Regions from separate parts of the Mus musculus genome. Here regions 1, 2, 3, 4, 5 and 6 are each linked to region 7. The links are chromatin contacts, called in public promoter capture Hi-C maps. All regions are on one chromosome and are shown on one strand. Each heading gives the region's core, a stretch centred on a gene start, on an enhancer-like site or on the middle of the called end of the contact. The rest is flanking DNA. Distances are from core to core; before and after follow the strand shown. Region 1 holds the start of Mettl3 (methyltransferase like 3). Region 2 holds the start of Ap5m1 (adaptor-related protein complex 5, mu 1 subunit). Region 3 holds the start of Slc35f4 (solute carrier family 35, member F4). Region 4 holds the start of Chd8 (chromodomain helicase DNA binding protein 8). Region 5 holds the start of Olfr1509 (olfactory receptor 1509). Region 6 holds the start of Rab2b (RAB2B, member RAS oncogene family). Region 7 holds the start of Tep1 (telomerase associated protein 1).

Region 1 (3,691 bases), core at 542-3,041, 1.4 Mb after region 7:
TCTCAAATCTTGGTTTCTAATTATTCCCTTTTCCTATGTTTTGCACTTTGTGTTCCATAATGCCCTATTATCTTTTTTAAATTATGTAATCTGATAAATCTTGTATTGGCTAATGCAGTTTAAAAATCAAGGCCAAATTTAACTGGCAACTCCAGTAGGAAGTCCCCATTAAGCTTGCCCCATTTCTTAGTCATTGTAGCGACTGTGGACCCATTCATTTAGCATCTTACATATATAATACTGTAGCTGTGACACTTTCTTTCTTTTTCTTTTCTTTTTTTTTTTTTGGCTTTGTTGTTTTGTTTTGAGGCAGGGTCTCTCTAGGTAGTTCTGGCTGTCCTGGAACTCACTGTGTATACCAGGCTGGCCTCAAACTCACAGATATCCCTCTTGTTTAAAAAAGTGCTGGGATGGGCTGGTGAGATGGCTCAGTGGGTAAGAGCACCCGACTGCTCTTCCGAAGGTCTGAAGTTCAAATCCCAGCAACCACATGGTGGCTCACAACCATCTGTAACAAGATCTGACTCCCTCTTCTGGAGTGTCTGAGGACAGCTACAGTGTACTTACATATAATAAATAAATAAATCTTTTAAAAAAAAAAGTGCTGGGATTACAGGCATGAGCCACCATGAAGGGTTTTTCTCCCTGCTTTTTCTTCTAATCTTCTTTGATTCTCACATAGATTTTTAAGCTCCTTTAAGGTAACAGCAGTGTCTTCTTTTTGCCGAAACCCATGAGTAGTGTAGATATGCAATAAATGTTCACAAATTACGGTGAGACTGAATTTCACCAAGGTCTGCTGTTGTGAGCTGTGAATACTGCAAAGCACTGACATGCTACCCACACATGTAGTATGGATTCGGTATTCTCGCAGAGCTTTGCAACTGGTTTACCTTAAATAATTGAGCTTGTGCTGGAGAAGGCTATTAGGGTAGTACTCTTTTAAGTGCCTTCAATTTTTCTAACTTTGTCATACAAGGGGGAGGGGGAAAATGTTTAAAGACCAAAATCAAGTGTTTTCAGATTCTTGCTACGTTTGTAAACACTTGCACTACTCATTCATTAAGGTCCTAGTGAGAAGGTCCTAGTGAGGACCCTGTTGTGGCTGCTAAACCGGGCTCTGGGGATAGATATACAGAAGCAATCCTTGCTCCCCGCCCACATGGGAAAGAAAAGACAGTGACAAAGCAAACGTTACAACTAAGGTAAAACAGGCACAGAAGCAACAAAACGGGTTTTGCTGGCTCTCGGAATAAGGTACTGAGAGGCTTCACGGACGCAACATTCTCCTAGACAGGACTGGAATGGGACCCAAGGAGAGGAGTGGACCCATGTTGGTGTGGTGTTACGCTTGAAAAACCGACGCCCGGGAGGAGGCACTGCAAGCTTTCCCGCAGGTGGGCATGCGTTTCAGCTACTCGGGAAAGATGGGGTAACCAACAATCGAGGAGTCCAATAAAGGGCTGCTCCGGAAAGGGCGCAGAGCCCGGGGCTGTCTTCCTCTCCAGGAGTCTCTCGCCCCGCCCAGGCCCGCCCCGACCACCCCGCACCTCACCCAAGTGCCCAGAGTCCTGCTTCCGTCGCCGCTGCAATCTCTCGCGAAGCGAGTCCAGCTGTTTCTTATGGGCCTGGATAGAGCTCCACGTGTCCGACATCCTAGCTCCCAGCGCGGACTCGGCTCGAATCAGGCGCGGCGGACTAGCACCTCCCCAGCCTAGAACTAAGAAACATCTAATTCTCACGAGGACGCCCGAAGGCCAGCCGGATAGAGCCAAGATGAAAAGCCACTTCCGGTTGGCGAACCAGCCGGACGTAATCCTCACGGTAGTTCTCTCTCGTGTTTCCGGGAGCGCTGAGGCTGTGTTTGCCATGTTGGTAGCTGGCAGACCCGCCATGTTGTTTCTTTAAGTCGTTAGTGACAACGCATTTAAAATAGCAGGGCTAGAACAAGTGTGAGTGTTTGACGGGTGGGTGTATGCGTGGAGAGATGGATGGACGGGAAGGAGTGAACAGACTGTTAGTCTGGTTGATTGTATATTCTGGTCCTTGCACATACGGTCAAGCACTGTATCATAGATTTCTGCCCTTAAGGCCCCAGATTTTCTAAGTTAAATATTATCTTCCTTCCTTCCTTCCTTCCTCCCTCCCTCCCTCCCTCCCTCCCTCCCTCCCTCCCTCCCTCCCTCCCTCCCTCCCTCCCTCCTTCTTTCTTTCTTTCTTTCTTTCTTTCTTTCTTTCTTTCTTTCTTTCTTTCTTTCTTTCTTTCTTTCTTTCTATACAAAGTGTGTGAAAGGAGAGTGGAGTTTCACTATGTGGTTCTGCAACTCACAATCCTCCTGCCTCAATATCCGAGTTCTGGGAATTCAGGCATATTCTAAGACAAACATCTTAATTAGGGAACCATCTTTTTCAGCGTGAGGGAGCACTCTTTAAAAATGTTCAGGATGAGTGGAGAGATGTCTCGGCAGGTAAGAGCACTCAGTGCTCTCCCAGAGGTCCTGAGTTCAATTCCCAGCAACCACATGGTTACTCATATCCATCTGTAATTGGGATCCGTTGCCCTTTTCTGGTGTGCCTGAAGACGGCTACAGTGTACTCATATACATATAATAAATTTGTTCTTTTTTTTTTTTTTAAAAGAAAATGTGCAAGAAATGGGGAGGTAGCTCAGTAAAGTGTTTGCTGTGAAAGCATGAGATTCTGAGATTCCCAGAACCCACATAAATTTAAGGCAAAGCTGTGTGGGGTGGCAGACATTGTTTTAGCTTAATTTAGAAAAAGGTTTATTTTTGTGTTTGAATATTTGTATATGTGTGTTTGTACACACACACACACACACACACACACACATACCTGGCTCCCCTGGAGACCAGAAGACGGAGTCATCTTCGTGAACTAGAGTTACAGGCAATTGTGATGTACAATGTGGGTGCTAGGGTTTGAACCTGAGTTCAATTCTGTAATAATAAATTGTGCTCTTTACCACTGAGCCTTATCTCCAGCCCATGACTAGGCAGTTGTTATCTCAGTGTTGGAAAGGCAGAGAACAGTAGATCTCCTGGGCTGGCTATCAAACCTATCCAGAAACAAAAACTAAAGTAAAATTATTTCTATTATTGCACTGAATGGTCTTATGTACAGTAGTTTGATTACAAAAACTAATAAAATAGTCCCTAAATAATGAAAAGTTAAGGGGCTGGAGAGATGACTCAGCAATGAAGAGCACTGTCTGCTCTTCCAGAGGTCCTGAGTTCAATTCCCAGCAACCACATAGTGGTTCACAACCATTTGTAATGGGATCCAATGACTTCCTCTGGTGTGTCTGAAGACAGCTACAGTGTGTACTCAAATAAATAAATAAAAACGGGGGTGGTGGGTGATAGCTAAGTGGCAAATATGTGCATAGTATGCCATAGTATGCCAGAGATCTCCAGGGCAGCAAAGCAGAGTCAGGGTTTACGCGATTGTGAGACGACGTTGCACTCCTCACTTCAGCTTTGCCTCCTGTGCTATGGGGGTTGGGTCCACAGTTGGACCAATGTCTCCCATAATTTATGATCTTATGTGGGATGTATATACTTGCTGTTATTCCTGATAAATGAGCCAATTAGAGCCAGACAGGATCATATTAAAGGCAGGTTTACTGGGAATCTGCTCTTGAGTGAGTTCACTGTCCCCAAGGATTGGGGCC
Region 2 (3,886 bases), core at 664-3,163, 1.8 Mb before region 7:
GACAGAGTTGGGATCACTCCAGTTATGAGACCTATCAATATGCCTGTGTGTTCTACGAATCTTCCGATTACTGTATCATCATTGGGTTTCTCTCCTACAGAACTGCTGTCACTAAGCTAAACAACTTTAACAACTCCACTAAATGACAAGACTTAGAGAACAAAATACAAATTTCTTCACCCCTTCCCCCCACCCCCACTTTCTTCATCCCTGAGAAAGAAAACACATTTTCGAATAAGTTACTGAAGACATCTTGGTATACGTCTAAAGAAGAAAATATAATTTTCCATCCAAGAGGAAATTGTGGATGTTAAAGAGAATTCACTATAACAGTAGGATAATATACTGTTTTTCTGTTAATAAGTAGCTCGTCATGAAAGTATTATTTAAAGATCCCAAAGCCTGTAAGATATAAAAATTGAAACAAGTAATTACAGAATTACCTAGTATCTTGACCAAGGATACACAGTAAATGAGCAGAATTTTATGACTGGTGAAGCAAATGTTATAATATCTCCAGACATTTACATCTGAGGAACAGCAATAAATTTTTCCTAGGTGTAATTATAACTTTTACTCAAATCACTTTCATTACAACTTACAATTTAGGCATGCTATTTCTCTAAACAAATGCAGTATCTATGCTAGGAATGACTGCAAGTCAACGTTCAGTAACAAAAAAAAGTAACTGAAAAGTTAGATTTTTTTTTTAATGGAAACAATGGCATTTAAAATTCACGCCACAGAACACGCTGATGCTCAATGGATACAATTTTCACCTATGGTGACATTCTTAACTGTGAACTGCAGTGTTCTCTACAACTTACACTTCTGCTGCTATGGAGTAATCACGCCCCAGCGGGGGAGAAGGTGTATTCCTCATTTTTCTTCATATGACTACTTCTATTTTTTTCCACACAAGAAGATACTGTTTCATTGTCTTGTAACCCCATTCCATTATCTCAAACCTCACCGCTTCTGACACTGACACGCCACAAAATCCAACTGTCAAGTTTAAATATTGAAACACTCAAGAAAATGCACCTGAACGCTCCCACAGCTTCTCACAGCCCAAGGATCCTTTAACTAGCAGTCGGAGGGTTCCACAGCAATTAAATGCAGTAAGATGTGTCGCTTCCCTTCCGTGCTGAGGCTAAGTAGGCCTTTATTGTCCTTAAAAGAATCCTCCCAGCCTTTTCGACTGTAAGGTAAGACGGCAGGCACCCCAGGGCCGCTTCTGAGCTTGTCGGAACCTCGGCACCGAGGAGCCCCCCAGAGTCTCCATTCAGATGCCCCCTGTAGCACCGTCGCGAGGATCCGCACAGCAAGACCCGGCTCGCCGGCCCTGGGCTCCGGAGTCAGCCCTGCCCACTGCCCGTCCGGTCTCCGGGACGTCTGGCCGCCCTGCCACCCGAGCCGGCCCAGCGTCCCGCCGCCACCCGCCCCTCCCCCGCCGCCGCCGCCGCCGCCCGCCGAGCCCCGGGACCCACCTCGAAGAGCTCGGCCGTCGTGGCCATGCCGGCCGGCTGAGAGGCTCGCCCCGCGCTCGAGGCCGTCTCCGCTTCACATGCTGCGCCTCAGCGGCGCCGCTCACCAGTCCCAGCTCGGCCTACCGCCTCCGGCCCGGGCTGCGCACCGCTGCTGGCTGCCCCGGTCCTCACACAGCGAAGGCAGAGAGGGAGAGCAGCCATGAAGCGGAGCCGCAGACGCCTGTCAGCTGCCTCCCGGCGCCGCCCGCGCCGCTCCCATTGTCACCGCCTCGCACGCCGGAAGTGGGGCTGCGCGCGCCCGGCCGACTTCGCGGGGCGGGCGAAAGGAGCGAGCGGCGAGCGGGCCGCGGAGGCGCTCGTTTGCGACAGGGTGACGCGTCTTGAGCCTCGCGGGCCGCCGTCCCGGAAGTGGGCGAGAAGAGTATTCCAGTCCCTTGAGATTCCGGGTGTAGGTTCTTAAGACCTTCTGAGGAGTGTTTTAATCTCTTGAAGGGACCGGGAGACTTGAGTCACCTCACCCGGAAGAGCGAGCATCTCCAGTGAGCTCTTGCGGCTCAGGGAGAACCCGGACGTTGCCTGGTACAGCCCATCTAGAAGGCGGGGTCTACTTTGGCTGGATGGCGACCTTAGTTTCTACATCGCTCTGATACTTGGGAGGCTTAACCATGGCCCTGCGGGCAGTGTGGCTCATACGTCACGAACCAGGAACTCCACTTGGAGGCACCGTCAGATTCTCCAGGTAATTGCAAGTCTGGATCCTCAGGCATGATGGGTCCAAGGATGAATCTAAGCAGGAGTTTTTGTGGTGCGCTGAGTCTCAGCTGTCCCAGGAGCAGCTAGCAGGGTGCCCTTGGGCAATTTAGGCTTTCTACGTTTATCTCACTTTGTTGTAAGGAATGAGTTGCTTGTTACATGATGCTACATGTTTTCTAGTATTACTGCTATTGTATCTTTATTTATTTATATATTTGAGACAGGATTCATGTATACCTGGCTGTCCTAGAACTTGATACGTAGACCAGGCTGGCCTTGAATTTACAGATACCTCCAGAGTGCTGGGATTACAGGTGTGGGCCACGACACCCGGCTATACTAATGTATCTTTAAAATTAATTCCATCTGTTTAAGTTTGGTACAAAAATGATTGCTTAAAGAACGTTATAGTTTGCAGCTTCTAGTGGGTGAGCAAAATAGAAGTGTGAAAAATTAAATTACAGTCACCTTTTTATCCAGGTGGCATAAGTGGTTTGGTCCCACCTTTAGAATTTGCCATATCTTACCAAGATAATTCTATGGAGAGGACTCTGCAGTTCTTTATATTAGATATTAACCCCGATATAAAGTATAGCTGGCTAAGTTCCCCCCAGTCTATAGGCTGTCTCGCCACTTTGCTTGTAGTTTTATTTGCTTTGCAGAACTGTTTTGATTTCAGGAGATCCCATCTGTCAGTTCTTGAAGTTGTTACCTGTCTCTTGGCATTATTTCTAAGAAGCCTCTGTGTTAATGAGTAGATGTGTGTTCTTGGAAAGCAGCAATGTATGGTAGAAAGGTGACCAATTTTAAATCTCTTCGAATGTAAACCAGAAAGCATTTGAATGGTGTAACTGAGGAACTCAGTTATTAGGTTTTTGTTGCTGTGGTTTTGAGACAGAGCCTCACTGTGTACCACTGGCTTACCCAGAATTCACTGTGTAGACCAAGCTAGCCACAAACTCATAGATACCCTCCTGCTTCTGGTTTCCAAATACTAGAATTAAAGGAATGCAACAACCATGACCCCCATTAGTTGTTAGTTTTGCTTACATTTCAGTAACACATGTACCTGGTGTCTACCATACTGGATAATGCAGCTCTAGATACTTGAACTGTATGAATCTATGGTTTTCTTTATTTACATTCCTTAATGATAGGGTCCAAGCTGCCTCTACCTTTCAGAACAGTGCTATCTAGTAAACATCCTCAAACAGGGCCTTAGAACATGTCTGTACTGATTTAACAAAATACTGACAAATAGCTTCCCTGAATGCAAACAGAGTCATTAGAAATCAGTGAATTGGGCTGGAGAAATGGCTCAGCAGTTAAGAGCACTGACTGCTCTTCCAGAGGTCCTGAGTTCAGTTCTCAGCAACCACGTGGTGGCTCAAAACCATCTGTAATGTGATCTGATGCCCTCTTCTGGTGTGTCAGAAGACAACTATAGTGTACTCATATACATAAAATAAATAAACACTTAAAAAAAAAGAAATCGATGAATTTCTGTATTTCCCTGACTCTTATTTTAATTTTACCAGTAAAGGAGAACTAATTTCTATTTGTATACCTTTCTGTAACAATATTCATTAGACTCTTGAAATACCTTTTCTGTGAATTACCCTTTCCAAAGATACCATTTTATC
Region 3 (3,765 bases), core at 495-2,994, 1.3 Mb before region 7:
ACAACTAGGCAGAAACATCTGAAGTAGATAGGCCTTTCTTGAGAGCAGATGAAATATTAAGCTGGAAAATATCTGTAGAATGGCCCACAGGACAGTGCTCTTGGTTTATTATTCAATGGAGAGACAGCACAGCCCTGGATGAAGTTACATTGGAAATGAAGTGCTTTCTCATCTATGTGTCAAGATTTGTGTGGGTCTTCTGCTTCACACAGAGCCTGTGATATTGATGGCATCCCAAACTGTCAAGGATAAATACCAATCAGGATGCATCTAAGGAGCGTCTGGTTAAAAATAACACCAGTTAAGAGCCTTCTTTTGCAACAGAAATGCTGTGATAAAGAAAACTGAAATTCCACCTGCATGGAAATTAAAGCATAGCTACTCTCCTAGTTCAGATTAAGGAATCAAACAAACGAACAAACAACAACAAACCAAAAAAATAAAAAAAATAATAAAAAAACCAAACCAAACAGGCTTCACTTTGGTGCTTAGCAGAACTAATCCTAGCAGATACAGTGGGGGGTTTGTGTGTCAGGGAAACAGAATGTGGAGACTAGAAACATAGAGACCCTCACTGCATCCCCAGCAACACGGTGTGTGTGTGTGTGTGTGTGTGTGTGTGTGTGTGTGTGTGTGTGTGTGTGTGTGTGTGTGTGTAGGAAGCGGTAGTGGATGAAACTGCTTCCAAAACCTGAGAGCAACTATGCAGACTGGCGTAATCTAGCCAGAATAAAGCTGAAATCCAGCAGCTCAGAGGTGGCCGCGTTGTGTGGAGGGTGTAGGTAGCTCCGCAATTCAGCCACTTAAGCAGGTTCTTTTCACTGCTCAGGGGGTAGAGAACCTTCTAAGGATGTTTTATCATGAACAATTATCGTGCTGGCAACATTTCAACAACCCCTGGTGAACAAGCTGACCCACCCAGCCAGTCTAACCTCAACCAACTAATGTCCCCCACAGTCTTCATCCCCAGCGTGGGGTAAGCACCCTGACACAGAGTCAAGCTTTCTGAGTGGGTATCCCAAGGGCTGATGGTCAGCTAGTGGAACAGCCATGTTAGCATCCTCCAGGCATAAATCAGCCTCCGGTAGGCTGACCGACGACAATCAGGAGCGCTTGCCCTGTCCTCTACACGCCTCTACCTCCAAGACTGAGACTGTCCCCAAACTCCTGGGTTCAAGCGCCCAGCCCCAATGGCTGCCTCGAGGTTCAGCACCGAGGACAGCGGACATCGGACATACTTTACTCCCTGAGGTCCTGGAGGCCAGGGCAGTGTTTGTGAGGGAGCAGACAATGCTGCAGGTGTCCCACCGCGCGCCTTCTGGCACCGCACCCCTGCCCCCTGTCTCCCTGTGCCCCTGTGCTCCTGAGCTCCCATCTCCCACCCGCAGTTCGCTCAGGACCGCCTCGCGGCGTCTTACTTTTCTGGCTGGAGTAACCCGGGTAATAGCCATAGTAGCCAGTAATCCGCAGGATCCGGTCCTCGATGGTGGCCACCCCGTTGGGGGCCGCCTTGACATCCATAGAGAACGCGGGGCGGCGGCTCCCGGAGCCGCGGGGCGTAGAGCAAAGCGCGGGGCCCGGGAGCTACTGCAGGTACCGCCGCCGCCGCCGCCGCCGCTGGTGCTGATGTTGCAGCTCGTGCTCCCGCGCCCCAGCTCTGATTCCACCGCTGGGCGCAGCTCTGGCTTCGCATCACAGCGGCGGCGGCAACGGCAGCGGCAGCGGAGCGGCCCCCACTCTGGCCGGCCTTTCTGTCAGCCTGGCAGCTCACCCGCCCGCCACCAGCTCACTGCTGCCCGAACAGCGCCCCCTCACCTCCGACGCCCACCCAGGTCTGGGACGCTTGTGGGCGCCCCACCTGGTCTCTGACTTTCACCGTTAACCCTTGTGCCAAAAGTAGACACCCCCAAGCCCACTTGAGGGAAGGACGGTGGCTAGATGCTCAAGGTGAACTGCTGTGGGTGGGAGACACTCACACAGAACTAGGGGTTAGCAATTCAAAAGATGCACACTGCAGTTTAGCACTTCTACCCTGCATTCGTTCCAGGCTCCTGCCCATTCCACCTTGGGTGTATGGATATGGAAAGCATTCACAGGCATTACTCGTTGCAACTTGTCTAGACATCCAAGGATCCTTTTTCTCCTTTTACCAACTGAGAAGGAGGAGGAGGAGGAAGAGGAGGAGGAGGGGAGGAGGAGGAGGAGGAAGAGGAGGAGGAGGAGGAGGAGGAGGAGGAGGAGGAGGAGGAGGAGGAGAAGAAGAAGAAGAAGAAGAAGAAGAAGAAGAAGAAGAAGAAGAAGAAGGAAGAAGAAGAAGAAGAAGAAGAAGAAGAAGGAGGAGAAGAGGAAGAAGAAGAGGAGAAGAAGAAGAAGAAGAAGAAGAAGAAGAAGAAGAAGAAGAAGAAGAAGAAGAAGAAGAAGAAGAAGAAGAAGAAGAAGAAGAAGAAGAAGAAGAATCTCGATCAGGTGGTGTGTGGATTATAATTACCCTAGTGAATGCAGAGATTTTAAGAGTTTAAGTCCTGTGTCTGATAGTCTACATGGGACCCCTACCTTCCAATAAACACAACAAAGGGTAGGACCATACATCTGAGCACAGCATATTCATTTGTCTAATTCTAAATATCCCACAATCTAAGAAAAAATATTTTCTTCTTTATTGTAAAACACATAAGAAGTAAGGGCTTTCAAACTGTATCTGAGCATACGAGCTATTGCCAAAGTCCAAAGACCAAAGAGAAACACTTTTTTTTCCTTTTGTTTTTTGTTTTGTTTTGTTTTTTGTTTTTTTTGTTTTGTTTTGTTTTTGTTTTTGTTTTTTTTTGTTTTTTTGTTTTTTTTTTCTGGAGACAGGGTTTCTCTGTGTAGCCCTGGCTGTCCTGGAACTCTCTCTGTAGACCAAGCTGGCCTCAAACTCAGAAATCAGCCTGCCTCTGTCTCCCAAGTGCTGGGATTAAAGCGTCACCACTGCCCGGCTACAGAAAGACTTATTATCTATGCAGAACATTCTAGAAGCTCTGTGATCAGGGTGAGCAGCCTTCACACCAATATGGCCCTTCTGAGTTGATGAGAAGTCCTAGAGTTAGCTGAATGCAAGGAGCAAAGGCTACCTTGTTCATAGATTTCAGTCCCTGTCTCTTAAGAAGTAATCCTCCAATCTCCATCGCAGAAGGGAAAATGAGAGGAGAGGGAAGGCCTTTATCAGCTGAGTAGAGGTCAGCTCCACCTTTCCTCAAGAAGTGTTTGACTTCCTGCCGATATTCACATTTCTAAAATTCATGAGGTGTGGGGGAGCAGAAATCAAGGTTGGTTTCTCAGTCCCTGCCCAAGGCTGCCCAGCATTTTTTCATTGTGTTATGGGCCCTTAAGAGAAAAAAAAAAAAAAAAAAAAAAGAAAAGAAAAGAAAAAAGGCAAGCTTTTGTCCTAAGATGAAATGGGCTTAAGTGGATAAAAATGCAGTATTAAATTTCACAGCGTGTTGATCATCTTTATTCAGACACAAAGCTCTACAAGGCATCTCGAGAAGAGACTGAATTTCATATGGTTGTGGCTGTGAACAGAGTCCTTAAAGAAACCAATTTCCAGCTGCACCCACCTGTTTACTGTTAGAGGCGAGAAAGGAGCTAATACACCAGACAGAGCCAAAGGGCTCTGTGACACTGAAGCAATGGGGGGAAAAGCTAAATATGTAAAGCTAAAAAGGAAGGATTATGTCCATCCCCACCCCAAAGTAATCTGTAGCTTGTTTGTGTTCGTCTTACTAC
Region 4 (3,667 bases), core at 271-2,770, 1.4 Mb after region 7:
GGGGTTGTGGTGGGATCCTTCATCTCAGAGCCCCCCCCCCCAGCCCCAAATGGCCAGCATTACTAAAAGATATGACACCCAAGGAAAAACAAGTTAACAAAAAAAAAAAAAAAAAAAAAAAGAAGAAGAAGTTGCCCACTTCCTGCCCTAAGAAATTGATTACAACTTGTGGAACCTGCAGGGTGACCATAAAAAGATATTTTTAGGCAGAAGACACTCTGTAATCAAAAAGACAATATCCCAGCAGGGGCCAGAGGTGCACGCCTTTAATCCAGGCAGAGGCAGGAAGATCTCAGTGAGTTAGAGGCCAACCTGGTCTACAAATGGAAAGCCAGATATCCTTTCAAAAGAAACAACAGCAACAACATAAGGGAAACATTCAAATTGCAAATCCATGTCCTAGAATCTGATGTGCCCCCCCAAAACGACCTCAGTTGGCACTAAGCCAGTCTCTGAGTTAACAAACTCAGAACAGAGATTCTGTGGACATCGATGTGATGGCAGAATGCAGCAAAATCGCTAAAGCAAGGTCCTCACTCGTGTCTGAGATGTCTCACTGTGTCTATCTTTTGAAAGAAAATTACGTAGCGTTTAAAATCCGACTTCTGGCTCACTTTGCTCACTCACTGCGAAGACTGGTTCACTACATACCTCCTCTGGGAAGCCTTTAACGACGTCAGGACTGCCCCTTAAAGAGGCGCTGCTGCGTATGCACAGCTGCAGCAATGGCAAGCCGACTAGAAACAGGTAAATTAAGACACAAAAAAACCAAAACAAATTTTAAATAATATTCGCCAAGAGGCAGTCCTCCTCTAGTGAAGAGTTTACATAATGTGTCAGAAAACCAAAGAGCTCTGCAGACCTGTCAAGGAAGACACAAGACTTGTGCTGTTCGTTTCCTCGTCACCTCTACTTTGCAACAGCCCCGCAGAAATTGGGAACATAATAAATCCGAACACGTTCACCTCAGGCTTCCCTACCCACATTTACTAAAAACATTAAAGATAAGAGAGGAGAGGGAAAAAGAATCCAGCCAAAACAAACTAAAACCCTGGCCTCGCACTTCTGACTCCAACGTATGGAGTAACCTAACCGAGCAGGGGAGTTTTTCTTCTTGGGAAAGGAGGAAGAAGAAAAAGGCAACTGTCTCGAATGTGCGCCTCGCCCAGCAGTGCCATGACAAGCTCCAAAACTCCACGCTGGCCCTAGCAGCTCCCTCGCGGCCCGTCCCAGCACGGCCCCGCGGCCCGTCCGGTCCCCAGCGCCTGCCTCTCACAAAGGAGAGTGGTTCAGCCCCGAGCATCCCGCACCTGATCACCGCTCGGCGCTGCACCCGCATGGGTGCGAGCGAGCGAGCAAGCGAGGACGTTGTTACCCCACCCACTACCCGCCCAGGCTCCGACGAGGCTTGGTGGAGCCGCGCGTGCCGCAGGCTTACCTGAGCCAGTCCTGCGGCTTCCTTCCCTGGGCAAGAGTTGCAACCCACCGTCCGGGAGAACAAGGCGCCTTCCGGCGGAGCACGGCCAGCCCTCGCCGCAAGCAAGCTTGCTAGTCCTCCATGCGCCTGGGCCCGCCCACCGCCCTCCATCTACCAATGGCGTGGCCGGAGCCGGGCGCCATCCAGGAAGTCTCCGAAGGCTGGGAGGGCCTGAGGCTGGGAAGGGTACGTAGGCAACCGCAGATATGCCTGCTTGGAAATCGGAGCGGGCGGCGGGCTGGCAGGCCAGGCCTCTGACCCCCGCCGCTGGGGGCGCTGCAAACCCGGACAGCACCTGCTACCTGTCTCGGGAGGCCATCTTGGGTCGACTGGCTTGGTGATCTCCCACGATTACGTATAGGAATGTGAAGGCCTTTTTGGAGTTCTGTTGGTCCGTTTTGGTCCAGCCCCTACATGCCCTCCTCTCATGTACTCAGGATGCCTGTCAGTCATGGGGAGGAACTCTGGAAAAACGTTGAACAAGACTGGAAACAAGCCCCACCACCTCTTAAACGTAGGAATGATGCTGGTTTATCAAAGAAGCCAACGATCAGTTTTTCTGAATGCCACTTCTAGGGTGATCCTTGACAAGCAGGATTATCAACACATAATCGACACGGGTTTTATAGCCATTCTACTTGCTTATCTATGCACGTTTCAGATTTTCCAGTATTAGAGTTTTGTTTGTTTTTTTGAGACAGGGTCTCAATATATCAGGCTGGCGTTAAACACAGAGATATGGTATTTGAGGCATGAGCTACCACGCCCTAGACCAGTGTTCCGATTTTAGCAACCCAAAATTCTGAGTCATTTAGTAATATCGGGAGTGAGGAATTTCACTTAAAAAGCAAAGGACCTTAAATTTACCAATAGTTCCAATTACTACGCACGAATACACACTGGGAAACAAGACTTATCAGAGGTACACTGACGGAGTCATTTATTCTGGAAAGAAGCAAAATTTCACCATAGGTCAAACTACACTGAGAAAGGTGTTCCTGCATTTTCTAAAGTTCTGCCGACTACATTTCCATACAAGAAGGGTTTTTTGGTTGTTGTTTGTTTGTTTAAATACCAGTATTAGAAAACTCGAGGAAGCCGGGCGTGGTGGTGCAGGCTTTTAATCCCAGCTCTCGAGAAGCAGAGGCAGGCGGATTTCTGATTTCGAAGCCAGCCTGGTCTACAAAGTGAGTTCCAGGACAGCCTGGGCTACACAGAGAAACCCTGTCTTGAACCAACCCCCCCCCCCCAAACAAACAAACAAACCTGAAGGAAGCTTGAGCAACACAGCAAAACCTGCAAAATTTGTTTTTAAAGAGATTTATTTATTTTTATAAACTTTGCTCTTGTCATTTTCCCTAAACAATATAATTTGTCAACTATTTGCACATCACCCGCACTGTTTTAGGTAGAATCAGAAATGATCGCAGTGTTGAGAACAACGTGTGTAGGTAGTTTGTAAATATACATCTCTGTTCCTGAGGGACTTTGGTGCCCACAGATTTTGTTATCCATGTGGTTTGGGGGGATCCTGGAACTAGACTATCATAGATGGAGAGACAACCATATTTGCTGTGCTACTTCCCTCTGGGGAAACTGAGGTATAGGGAGACCCGCTGACTCCTGGGGCTAACATGAAAGTAGAGGGTCCCTGAACATCAGGCCCAGGGTTCTGACTCATGTGCCTCAGTTTGCCCATAGATTTTCTTTTTCTTATTTTTAAGATTTATTTATTTATTATATGTAAGTACACTGTAGCTGTCTTCAGGCACCCCAGAAGAGGGCATCAGATCTCATTACAGATGGTTGTGAACCACCATGTGGTTGCTGGGATTTGAACTCAGGACCTTTGGAAGAGCAGTCAGTGCTCTTAACCACTGAGCCATCTCTCCAGCCCATTGTTGTTTTTAAAGATATATTTTTTAGATTTTAATGTGTGTGAGTGAGATTTATTAGCCGGGCGTGGTGGCCGCACGCCTTTAATTCCAGCACTCGTGAGACAGAGGCAGGCAGATTTCTGAGTTCGAGGCCAGCCTGGTCTACAAAGTGAGTTCCAGGACAGCCAGGGCTATACGGAGAAACCCTGTCTTAAAAAACCAAAAAAGAAAAAAAAAAAAAAGAGAGAGAGAGATTTATTGCAGGGCACGCCTTTAATCCTAGGATTTGGGAGGCAGATGCAGGCCGATCTCT
Region 5 (3,802 bases), core at 858-3,357, 1.6 Mb after region 7:
CTATCAAACATCACCATTATGTACTGGTTCAATAGCTCTCTTATCACCTTTCTTTCTTTCTTTCTTTCTTTCTTTCTTTCTTTCTTTCTTTCTTTCTTTCTTTCTTTCTTTCTTTCTTTCTTTCTTTCTTCCTTCCTTCCTTCCTTCCTTCCTTCCTTCCTTCCTTCCTTCCTTCCTTCCTTCCTTCCTTCCTTCCTTCCTTCCTTCCTTCCTTCCTTTCTTTCTTTCTTTCTTTCTTTCTTTCTTTCTTTCTTTCTTTCTTTCTTTCTTTCTTTCTTTCTTAGGTATTTTCTTCATTTACATTTCCAATGCTATCCCAAAAGTCCCCCATACCCTCCCTCCCCTCCCCGCACTCCCACTTCTTGGCCCTGGTGTTCCCCTGTACTGAGGCATATAAAGTTTGCAAGTCCAATGGGCCTCTCTTTCCACTGATGGCCGACTAGGCCATCTTCTGACACATATGCAGCTAGAGACACGAGCTCTGGGGGTTACTGGTTAGTTCATAATGTTGTTCCACCTTATAGTGTTGCAGTACCCTTCAGCTCCTTGGGTACTTTCTCTAGCTCCTCCATTGGGGACCCTGTGATCTATCCAATAGCTGACTGTAAGCATCCACTTCTGTATCACCATCATTCTTAATGAGTGGATACAAACCTAGTCAAGTTCAGCCATTCATACAGACTCCCCTCAAGTCAACCCATGACTGTTAGGCTGCTTCAAATAGTACTAGATTTAAAATTCCTCCATCTTTATTATTTTTTTTTTCTGTAGTTTGGACACTGTATGAGACTACCTTGCCCTAAGTGAAATAATTAGATCAAAGCCTCATTTTGGATGATTTGTGATGATTACCTTTTAAAACTCTTATAGTTTATGGTCACCCAGGCATCATGAACAATAGGAACAATGCGATAGTATATAATTTTCCTGGCAGAAAAGTTACATTACAGAACTGAAAGAATCATAGTTTGTGGTTTATTAGTTCAATTGAGAGGGCGTGATTAGACTCACAATACCTAAGAAGTTAGTTTACTGCAAATAAGAGTTTTTTTCTGCCAACCTACAAAGTACAAGGCACTTGCCAAGTGCTGCAAGAGGTAAGTCATCTGTGGTTATTACTTTTTGAAAAAATACTTTTTACAATTAGAATTTAATTATATTATTTCCTCCTTCCTTTCCCTCCATCTAAACCTTACCATATACCCTCCCTTGCTCCTTCCTAAATCATGGCCTCTTTTTATTAAGATATATATGTATACATATAATATTTAAACATTAATGTACAAATATATAAATATGTAAATACAACTTGCTCAGTCTGTAGTGTTTAGTGTTACTGTGTATATATAATTTCAGGGCTCGTCACTTTGTGTTGGATAACCAAATAGGGGAATACTATCTCTTCCACTCTCAGTATTTCTTAGTTGCCTGTAGTTCTTTGTTTACAACTGCGGCCTCATGAGGTTGTCTCCTTTCATGTTACTGAATCTACTGGTATTGTACTTGTTCAGGTGTTGTTTAGGCAGCCATATTGGTGTATCATTGGCAAAACTTCTCTGTCATTCCTAGGAAATAGTATCTCACAGCCAGTTTTCCTGGTGTTCTGGCGTTTAAAGTCTTTCTGTTTCTTCTGTACTTTTAAAGAACAGCTTAGCTTATGGAAATCAAAACTAAATCTCCTACTTTCTTTTATAGTTAAGTACCATAAAATAATTATGAAAGAGAAGCAAACTTTTATTGAATCAGGATAGTTTTTCTAAAGTCAGTACTTTGAGGTAATACAAAAACAAAGTAAGAAATGAATAGTATTTTAATAAATGTAAAATGACCCCACACTGGACAAAACAAAATACTGTTAAAGTTTTAAAGATTATCTTAATAACAGAAGTCAAATAATGAGTGGTCTTCCTTGGAGCTTTATGATTTTGGCACAAGTCTGATACTATTCTTTGTGGATTATTCTGAAATGAAAAGAACCAGGTTAAAAAAAGGGGCAAGGATTTAAAATAACTTACATATTCATGCCAAGCCTCAAAGAAAAACAGTCATTTCAATGACTTCATCTCTGTATTACTCAGGATAATTTAAAATTTAACCCCCATCCCCAGATCCTCCGGAACGCTCATTAGATGGGAGCTCTAAATCAAACAAGAGTGACTGAATTTATCTTCCTGGGCCTCACTGACAACTGGGTGTTGGAGATTCTGTTTTTCGTACCATTTACAGTCACTTATATGTTAACACTTTTGGGGAACTTCCTCATTGTTGTTACCATAGTCTTCACGCCACGTCTCCACAATCCCATGTACTTCTTTCTGAGCAATCTGTCCTTCATTGACATCTGCCACTCATCTGTCACCGTGCCCAAGATGCTTGAGGGTTTGCTTTTAGAGAGGAAGACCATTTCCTTTGACAATTGCATTGCACAGCTCTTCTTCCTACATCTCTTTGCTTGTTCTGAGATCTTTCTGCTGACGATTATGGCGTATGATCGTTATGTGGCTATCTGCATCCCATTGCATTACTCCAATGTGATGAACATGAAGGTCTGTGTACAGCTTGTCTTTGCACTCTGGCTGGGGGGCACTATTCATTCACTTGTGCAGACCTTCTTGACTATTCGTCTACCCTACTGTGGCCCAAACATTATCGATAGCTACTTCTGTGACGTACCTCCTGTCATCAAGCTGGCCTGCACAGATACATACCTTACAGGGATTCTGATCGTGTCCAATAGTGGAACCATCTCCCTCGTATGTTTTCTAGCCTTGGTCACTTCTTACACAGTCATCCTGTTTTCTCTTCGAAAACAGTCTGCAGAAGGTCGTCGGAAAGCCCTGTCCACCTGCTCAGCCCACTTCATGGTGGTCGCCCTGTTCTTTGGGCCATGTATCTTCCTCTACACTCGGCCAGATAGCAGCTTCTCCATCGACAAGGTGGTATCGGTTTTCTACACAGTGGTCACCCCTTTGTTGAATCCTCTCATTTACACTTTGAGGAATGAGGAAGTGAAAACTGCCATGAAGCATCTCAGGCAGAGACGAATTTGCTCATGAAATCATGTGTGTGTGTGCTTGTGTGATGTTGTGATAACAGTCACGGTTGTGACCACATCCTGAATGTGGAAGTAACAAGTGCTCTTAAACGCTGAGCCATTTCTCCAGCTCCGAAAATACATTTTCTTAATAAAATACTCAGAAGGTGAAAAGTTAAACATTTTGACTAAATTAATTATGACTTTTTATTTTCATGGTTGATCCTTTCACACTGGAATCTGTCTACGTCCAAGCCTCAAAGAGTTTTGGCTGTTCTACTTTGCAAATTTTATAATTCCATTTTGAATTCTAGGTGTATAATGTTTGGGGTTTAGTTTTTCTTTGTGGTATGAAGTAAGTTTGAGATTTGTTTTACTATCCATTGGCTTGATATGGCACAATTTGAGACGTTTATTTTATTATTAAATTACTTCTATTGAAAAAGACTCGATCTTTCAAGTGTAGATTCATTTGTAACTCTTTTTTAATTAAATTATTTTATTTATTTACATTTTAAATGTTGCCCCCCCTTTCCAGTCCTCCGTTCCAGAGTTCTTCACCCCTTCCTACTCCCCTTTGCCTCTGAGAGGGTACTTCCCCACCCAACCACCTACCTGCTCCCATCTGCCCCTAACCCCCTGAATTTCCCTTCCTTGGGGCATCTGATCTCTACAGGATTAGGCGCATCCTCTCCTACTGAGGCCAGAGGAGGTAGTTTCCTGCTACATATATGTCATGGGTCACAGACCAGACCATGTATGCTCTTT
Region 6 (3,560 bases), core at 84-2,583, 1.4 Mb after region 7:
ACTTATTACGAAAGTCCGTGAGGCTGGGAGTGGTGGCGCACGCCTTTAATCCCAGCACTTGGGAGGCAGAGGCAGGCGGATTTCTGATTTTTGAAGCCAGCCTGTCCTACAGAGTGAGTTCCAGGACAGCCAGGGCCACACAGAGAGAAACCCTGTCCCGAGGGGGTGGGGGGGGGAGAGTCTAATGCAGGAGGATCTCTGGGAGTTTGTGTCCAGTGTGGGTTATATAATGAATCTGAGGCTATTTGCTCCTAAAAGAAGAGAAGGTGAAGAGATTAGAGGAGGTGTCTGTGCAGGAAGAACTGCAATGTCCGTACATTGGCTTTTACCTCTCCAGACTTAAAAGAATCCTATGTTGGTGTTTATGTTGAAAAACATGTGAAGCTGGTAGTTAATAACAAAATACAGATGAGATGTTTAATAAGCAGTCATGTTTCCGTGGGATTTTTCCATAAACATACAAGTTGCATTGGAAGAAAAAAAAATCCTACGGCAACTAGTATCTTACATCCATCTCTAAAGTTACCTTTCAATCATTTATCCTCCACTTACCAGCTTTTATCATTTTTCATATACCATGATTTCAGACCAAGGTAGCGAGAAGTAACTTTTTTTGGTTTTTCAAGACAGGGTTTCTCTGTGTAGCCCTGGATGTCCTGGAACTCACTTTGTAGACCAGGCTGGCCTCGAACTCTGAAATCCACCTGCCTCCCGAGTGCTGGGATTAAAGGCGCGAGCTACCACGCCCGGCCGAGAAGTAACTTTTTATTTAGAATACTGAGACTGTAACTTTCTCCTTTAGCAGTTCTGGCAGCTAGCTTTTAGCTGTTCTGGAACGAGGGGATAGCTTACCTATTGTGAGGTCGTGCACGGGCTGGAACCGCTTGTCGGTAAACTGAAGGAGGAGACATGACTTCCCCACACCTGCGAAAGAACGGTGTTCACTAGACGCACGTCACCCGGGAAGCCGCTGGCTCCCAGACAGGGAACAGGGTCTAAGGCAGGGGCAGAGCCCCGCCCCCGGGGCTCGCCCCGCCCCCTCCGCGCAACTCCGCTCACCCCGCCCCGCCCCCAAGCCGATTTTGGAGGTAGGATCCCCGCCCCAACTCCGAAGGCGGTCCGTCGGCGGGTTACCTGTGTCTCCGATGATGATGTACTTGAAGAGATAAGCGTAAGTCATGGTCCCGAGGCGTCTGTGTTCCGGGTCCTCCCGATTTCTACAGCCACTTACCTCCGACCTCTCTAGCCACTCAATCTACGGGTCTCCTTATTTGCCTCCGCTCCAGCCCTTCTAGCTCAAGCTGCGTCTCTATTGCTCTCCCCCAGAAATCTTCGCTGGATCGGCTGTACCGGACGCCGCCTCTAGGGCCACCCAGTGCTCTTCTACATGCCATTATCCCACCAAGCTCCAGGGGGCGACAGCGACCCTTCGGGCAGCTGGGATCGAGACTGGTTGCGTCCCTGACTCGGTCCAATCATCGGAGAGCGACGCTTTCTCCTTGAGGAAGTGACGCGCTCGGAACCTAGTGGGGGCGGTGGGAGCGATGCGGACGCGGAGACGCTGAGTCGCTGGTAGTGGTGCTGTGAAGATGGAGGTGGGTGCCGAGTCTTTGAGGGCTGATGAGGGTTCGCGGCCGACTAGGGGAAGCGGAAGCGGGAATGCAGGGCAGCGAGGAGCCAGGGGGGCTCGGGAGGGCTGGGGTCTCAGCACGCCACTGCTCCGCTCACTCACCCACCGCGGCTTTCTTTTGGTTTACAGTTTCCCGGAGGAAATGACAATTACCTGACGATCACTGGGCCCTCGCACCCTTTCCTGTCAGGAGCCGAGGTGAGCAAAAGCTGCTGATGCTGGGGCGCCGGAGGGCCTAGGCAGCGGTTAGGGAAGGACGGTGGGGGTGAGCGCGGGGGCTGGCGGGAGCTGGAGGGGACAGTGGCCGAGGCTTCGAGCTCCTCTAAGGACTGTGGAGGGGGTGGGGGTGGGGGAGAACCGAAAGCGGCTGTCATGAGGAAACCAGGATGTTGAAGAGACGGCTTGTTTGAGGAGTTTCTGTTCTGAATAGGAAGAACGAAAGGAATTGTTCTTTGGTTGGGGGTGAAATAACTAACAATCTTGGGAGACAGCAAGAAAGAAAAAAAATTTTTTCAGTAAAGAAATCGAGATAAAGAAAGTTGTTTATCCAGCAGGGAATAACTTCGGACAGTTGTTATTTCTTGAATTCTATAGGGGGCTCTTTTATTTGAAATGTCTTTTCTGATAAAAGTGGTTCATCCTACTGATGTGGCATCTGTTTGCTTGGCTAAAGAACGACAGAGGGAAAGAAATAGCTGCCAGAGAACATAGAAGGGGGTAGAGTGCACCTGTTTCCCAGTGATCACAGACTGACTATGTCACCTTTGGATTCCAGTTGTCAAATGACTATAATAACAGGGTTTGGTTTGGTTTGGTTTGGTTTGGTTTTTAAAGATGGCGTGAAGTAGAAGTAATGGTTGTTGGATGTTCTAAGACCTTCCACAAGGGTCACCTAAGACCATAGGAAAACAGATACTTTGTGATTCATAACAGTAGCAAACTTATATTTGTGAAATAGCAGCGAAAATAATTTTATGGTTGGGGGTCACCATAATATGAGGAACCATAATAAAGGGTCCATGCAGCATTAGGAACGTTGAGAGCCACTGCTGTAAGATATTCAGGAAAACTTTTGGTTGACAGATTTTCCTATTAGAAAGCATAAAACTTATTTGAGCAAGCGAAAGTCAAAGCTGCAGTGTATGAAATTTTACCATTTTTTTTTTGAGAACTTGAGCCTTGGTCCATCTTTTGAGGATTATATACTACCTCCCAAAGTGCTGTGAATTCATTTGCACGGTTGTTTGCACCAAAAGTAGTTATCCATTGCTGTTGTGTCGGTTTATCCTGTGGGAACATTGTTATGGTTGAGAGATGATTGACAGTGAGTGATTGCTAGTTGCTTTTGCTTTTTGTTTTTTGTTTTGGTTTGGTTTGGTTTGGTTTTTTGGTGTTTTTTTTTCTTTTCTTTCCTTTTTCTTTTCCTCTTTCTTTCTTTCTTTCTTTCTTTCTCTCTCTCTCTCTCTCTCTCTCTCTCTCTTCTTTCTTTCTTTCTTTCTTTCTTTCTCTCTTTCTTTCTCTCTTTCTCTCTCTCTCTCTTCTTTCTTTCTTTCTTTCTTTCTTTCTTTCTTTCTCTCTCTCTCTCTCTCTCTCTCTCTTTCTTTCTTTCTTTCTTTCTTTCTTTCTTTCTTTCTCTCTTTCTTTCTCTCTTTCTTTCTTTCTTTCTTTCTTTCTTTCTTTCTTTCTTTCTTTCTCTCTCTCTCTCTCTCTCTCTCTCTCTCTCTCTCTCTCTCTCTCTCTTTCTTTCTTTCTTTCTTTCTTTCTTTTTAAATAAAAGACAATCTCACATAGCTCTGGCTGTCCTGGAACTCACAATGTAGGCCAGGCTGACCTCAAACTCAAAGATATCCACTTGCCTCTGCCTTTCCAGTAAAGAGTTCTTCCCATTCAGAACAGAACTCTTTCCTGTGATTAAAGGCATACTCTAGCA
Region 7 (3,702 bases), core at 671-3,170:
CCATACTCATCTGTTTGTGCCAGTGATAGGCAACAAACAAATATTTCTACTTCTTAAAATTATGTTATTGTTATTATTATTATCGTGTGTGTGTGTGTGTGTGTGTGTGTGTGTGTGTGTGTGTGTGTGTGTATTGAGAGAGGGAGAGGGGAAGACAGGTGTGTCTATAAGTTTGGCCATGCGTGTCACAGCATGTGTGAGGCTGGAGGACAATCCTTGGGAGTTGGTTCTCTCCCCCTACAGTGGGATGTGGGGATTGAACTCCAGTGGTCGGTATTGCAGTGTTGTACAGCCATCACTTTTAACCATCTTGCTGCCCCCCCCCCTTTTAGATTTATCCAGGCGTAATTCTAAGGGGACAGGGGGGAAAAGGGAAAGCAAAAGCTTAGAGAGAAGCCTGGCATGGCATAGCGGTGACCTGTCTAGAATCACAGCTGAAAAGGAGACCATAAGAACATGGAGGCCAGCCTGGGCTACATAGCAAATTCCAGGTCCACGTGAGCACTGACACTCTCTTTCTCAAAAGAAAATGTGTCTTGCTATTCCTCTCATGTCCCTGTACTACAAGGAAAAAAAAAAAGTAGTGAGGGCTGGGCTGGCATACACCTGCACTCCCAGCACTTGAGGCCGAGGCAGAAGGGTTAGGAGTTCAAAGGTCATCCTTGGCTACATAGCAAGTTAAAAGATCAAAATCACCCTGGAATATAGGAGACTTTGTCCAAAAAAAAAAAAAAAAAAAAGGTGGGAAGCTAGAAAGATAGGTCAGTTGATAAAACATCTAGATGACAGTAAGGCTCAGTAGTCTATGACTGTAATCCCAACACTGAAAGGCAGGCAGATTCTTACATCAAGCTGGCCAGCCAGCCTACCAAAAGTAACTCGAGAAGCAATAGAATAAGACACCTGGTGTGGAGTTCTAGTCTCCACATACCCGTATATATATCCGCATATGCACATACTCTTGCACACACAAACAAACACATACACACATATACACACCCAACGAGTAATAAGGAATTTCAGAATTAATCCAATATGTATGTATGTATGTATGTATGTATGTATGTATGTATGTATTGAAACAAGGTCTCACTAAAAAGGTCTGACTGACCTGGAACTACTATACAGATTCCAACTCACAGAGAGCCACCTGCCTCTGCCTCCCCAGTGCTAGGATTAAGACATACACAGCCACATCTGGCATAATCCAAGAGTGAAAAACAAGTTCTCAATTAAAATTTTAAGTTAACAGAGAAATAAAGACATGTAATTTTTTTCCTCTCTGGAGTTTATAGAGATTCTGATTAACTTCTGAAAGCTTAAAAGTTCTTCCCCAAGTTCCAGAGATAACTGGTATTGATAGTTTTATACTGACATTCTGTGTATACACTAGTTTGTATGTATACCTGCCTCCACTCCTACCCCGGTCCCTTTTCTTTGGCCTTGCACCTGAAGCCATACTTCAGACGCTATTCTTTTCTTAGGAAGTCGTGGAGGCCTACCGCGTTGGCACCTTAGTGTCCATTACTGTTAAACGTGTCAGTCTAGTGAGTTTCTGTTGCCAAAAGTGATCACAACACTCTTCATTTGTTACAGTCACTCCCTCCTAGGATTCTTTAAGGCAAAAGGAACCCATTCTCTCTGAGCATCTATCCCTCCGCCCCACTAAGGCCACCCCACCTCCCTGCCAGCCGCCCGGAAGGACTAAGCGGCTGCACCACGCTCGCCCAGAGGTCCTTCCGGGAGTCCAGCTGACACAGGTCTCGGCCAGGGCTCTACCTGCGCTCAGGATTGGAAAAGCTGTGCGCAATGAGAGGCGCGTTGGTTCTCCGCAACGGGGAGCAGAAACCGGCCTGGGTCAGCCAGTGGACTGGTTGGAAGCAGAGAACTGAAAGAAAACCAACACCCTAGTGAGGCCAAGGGGTGAGGCTGGGCGAGGGAGGGGCGGGGCTGGGGGCAGGGCGGGGCTGAGGGCGGGGCTGCCGCGTGTAGGATATCGCAAATGCCGGGATTATAGGGTTGTGCTAACCACACCCGGTTTGATTTGCACAGTTTAGGGATTTATACTTCCGGCTAGGCCAACTTTACCAACCGAGTTGTATTTCCACCCAATACAATCATGCTCTGATGCTATTATGTATCCTGAAAATACCCCAGAGGCTTATGTGCTAAAATCATGCCAGCCTTGGGCAGCTGTTGGGAGGTGGTGAAACGTTTAGAAAGAAAGATCGCTGAGAGTGTGCCCTTGGCTGACCTTTGAAAGTCAGGCCCCTTCTCTCCCTTTTGCTTCCTTTCATCCACCATGAAAGTAAACAGTTTCGTCTGTCGCCACCCCACTCAATCCCACTCCACCCCATCCGTGAACTGCTTTGCCACAGGCCAAAGCAAGAGGGTCAAGAGATCCTTGACTGAAAACCTCTGAAAATATGATTCAGAATGGTGGCACACACATGTAATCCTAGTACTTAGAAGGCTCTGGCAGGAAGATCAAAGAGTTAACTCTACTCATGCTATTTGAGTTCATTATGTTATCTTTTTGTTACTGCGACAAACTACCTGAGATAATAAACCAAACCCTTTTGATTGTTTCTTTCTTTTTCAGACAGGGTCTCTCTATGTAACCCTGGATGTCCTGGAACTCACTGTTTAGACCAGGCTGGCTTCTGACTCACAGAGATCCGCCTGCCCCTGCCTCCCATCTCCTGGGATTTAAAGGCATACCCCACCACCAACCACCACGCCCAGCAACAAATTTTTTTAAATTTTGATTTTGGGGATTTGGGCTTTTATTTTTAGACAAGGTCTATCTATATAACCCCAGCTGGCCTGCAGCTCACTATGTAGACCAGGCTGCCCTCTAATGGCTCAGAAATGAAGAGAATCTGTTTTTGCAGAAGGCCTAGGTTCAGTACCCAGCACCCACATCATGCCTCACAACCATTGGTAACTCTAATTACCCATGGTGACCTCTTCTAAACTCCAAGAGCACTTGGCATGAAGGTGGTGCACAGACATACATAGAGGCAAAACTCATAAATACAAAGTGGAGTGTGTGGGTGGAGGTCTGTTTTGTATGTAAATTACTACTAGCCAGGTAATATACCCTTATAATTCCAGAGATTTTAAAGGCTGAAGCAGAAGGATCTCAAGTTCAAGCCAGATTCCTTAGGGAGCATTTGCCTCCATAAAATAAGTAAGTGAGTAAATAAATAAATATAAAAATGAAAAACCCCTAAAGATAAATAGTAATTTTAATAGATTTTGTTGTAGTTCCGAGACAGGATTTCTCTGTGTAGCCCTGGCTATCCTGGAACTCAGTCTGTAGACGAGGCTGGCCTTTAACTCAGAGATCTGCCTGCCTCTGCTTCCTGGGTGCTAGGATTAAAATGCATGCCACCATCTCATAGCCCCATGGATTTTTAATGTGCATGAATGACTGGCAGAATCATTCAAAGTTGTAAGCACAAGAATGCCCCTCACTGTAGAAGTGCTCTGCACAGTTACTAAGGGTCTAGCACTCTTAAGTCCCACCTACTAAATATTAAATGCTAAAAATTATCCTAATTGTGAGAAATAAATGTGTGTGTGGGGGGGAGAGAGAGAGAGAGTTCTAAAACCATCCCTAGAACGCAATACCATCCATATTAATAGCCATCAGTCTTAATTGACATCTCTCTATAGGGAAAGGGATGATGAGTCTAC

The links. Promoter capture Hi-C pulls out the DNA fragments that hold promoters and counts their contacts. Capture Hi-C pulls out chosen DNA fragments and counts their contacts.
Region 1: a promoter capture Hi-C map of liver shows a contact between it and region 7, with 4 times the contacts expected there. The contact joins the promoter of Mettl3 here to the promoter of Tep1 in region 7. A contact is called at or near these places in 5 of 39 promoter capture datasets (the 3T3-L1 cell line, the C10 cell line, cranial neural crest and 2 more).
Region 2: a contact with region 7 is called in a promoter capture Hi-C map of adipose tissue, with 2.9 times the contacts expected there. The contact joins the promoter of Ap5m1 here to the promoter of Tep1 in region 7. A contact is called at or near these places in 1 of 39 promoter capture datasets (liver) and 1 of 9 other capture datasets (adipose tissue).
Region 3: a contact with region 7 is called in a promoter capture Hi-C map of hippocampal neurons, with 2.2 times the contacts expected there. The contact joins the promoter of Slc35f4 here to the promoter of Tep1 in region 7. A contact is called at or near these places in 2 of 39 promoter capture datasets (cranial neural crest and hippocampal neurons).
Region 4: a promoter capture Hi-C map of pre-B cells shows a contact between it and region 7, with 3 times the contacts expected there. The contact joins the promoter of Chd8 here to the promoter of Tep1 in region 7. A contact is called at or near these places in 4 of 39 promoter capture datasets (the C10 cell line, cranial neural crest, liver and 1 more).
Region 5: a contact with region 7 is called in a promoter capture Hi-C map of pre-B cells, with 3 times the contacts expected there. The contact joins the promoter of Olfr1509 here to the promoter of Tep1 in region 7. A contact is called at or near these places in 2 of 39 promoter capture datasets (maxillary cranial neural crest and pre-B cells).
Region 6: a contact with region 7 is called in a promoter capture Hi-C map of adipose tissue, with 2.5 times the contacts expected there. The contact joins the promoter of Rab2b here to the promoter of Tep1 in region 7. A contact is called at or near these places in 6 of 39 promoter capture datasets (the 3T3-L1 cell line, the C10 cell line, cranial neural crest and 3 more) and 2 of 9 other capture datasets (adipose tissue and macrophages).

Annotation. Positions count from the first base shown.
Region 1 is chr14:52,303,333-52,307,023 of GRCm38.p6, forward strand. Mettl3 (methyltransferase like 3) reads right to left here and starts at 1,792. Exons shown (of 11, transcript NM_019721.2): 1 at 1,556-1,792. The coding sequence starts at 1,655.
Region 2 is chr14:49,064,636-49,068,521 of GRCm38.p6, forward strand. Ap5m1 (adaptor-related protein complex 5, mu 1 subunit) reads left to right here and starts at 1,914. Exons shown (of 8, transcript NM_144535.5): 1 at 1,914-2,229. The coding sequence starts at 2,156. It overlaps Exoc5 (exocyst complex component 5), which reads right to left and starts at 2,032. Exons shown (of 18, transcript NM_207214.3): 1 at 1,491-2,032. The coding sequence starts at 1,517.
Region 3 is chr14:49,524,093-49,527,857 of GRCm38.p6, forward strand. Slc35f4 (solute carrier family 35, member F4) reads right to left here and starts at 1,745. Exons shown (of 8, transcript NM_029238.2): 1 at 1,419-1,745. The coding sequence starts at 1,521.
Region 4 is chr14:52,256,240-52,259,906 of GRCm38.p6, forward strand. It overlaps Chd8 (chromodomain helicase DNA binding protein 8), which reads right to left and starts at 1,521. Exons shown (of 38, transcript NM_201637.3): 1 at 1,439-1,521.
Region 5 is chr14:52,448,286-52,452,087 of GRCm38.p6, forward strand. It overlaps Olfr1509 (olfactory receptor 1509), which reads left to right and starts at 2,108. Exons shown (of 1, transcript NM_020514.2): 1 at 2,108-3,117. The coding sequence starts at 2,130. The coding sequence ends at 3,056. It also overlaps Tcra.
Region 6 is chr14:52,278,062-52,281,621 of GRCm38.p6, forward strand. Rab2b (RAB2B, member RAS oncogene family) reads right to left here and starts at 1,334. Exons shown (of 8, transcript NM_172601.3): 1 at 1,135-1,334; 2 at 853-924. The coding sequence starts at 1,180. It overlaps Tox4 (TOX high mobility group box family member 4), which reads left to right and starts at 1,085. Exons shown (of 10, transcript NM_023434.3): 1 at 1,085-1,171; 2 at 1,327-1,595; 3 at 1,760-1,828. The coding sequence starts at 1,590.
Region 7 is chr14:50,868,634-50,872,335 of GRCm38.p6, forward strand. It overlaps Tep1 (telomerase associated protein 1), which reads right to left and starts at 1,921. Exons shown (of 55, transcript NM_009351.2): 1 at 1,780-1,921. Gm26782 (a long non-coding RNA gene) reads left to right here and starts at 1,663. Exons shown (of 3, transcript XR_874615.2): 1 at 1,663-1,923.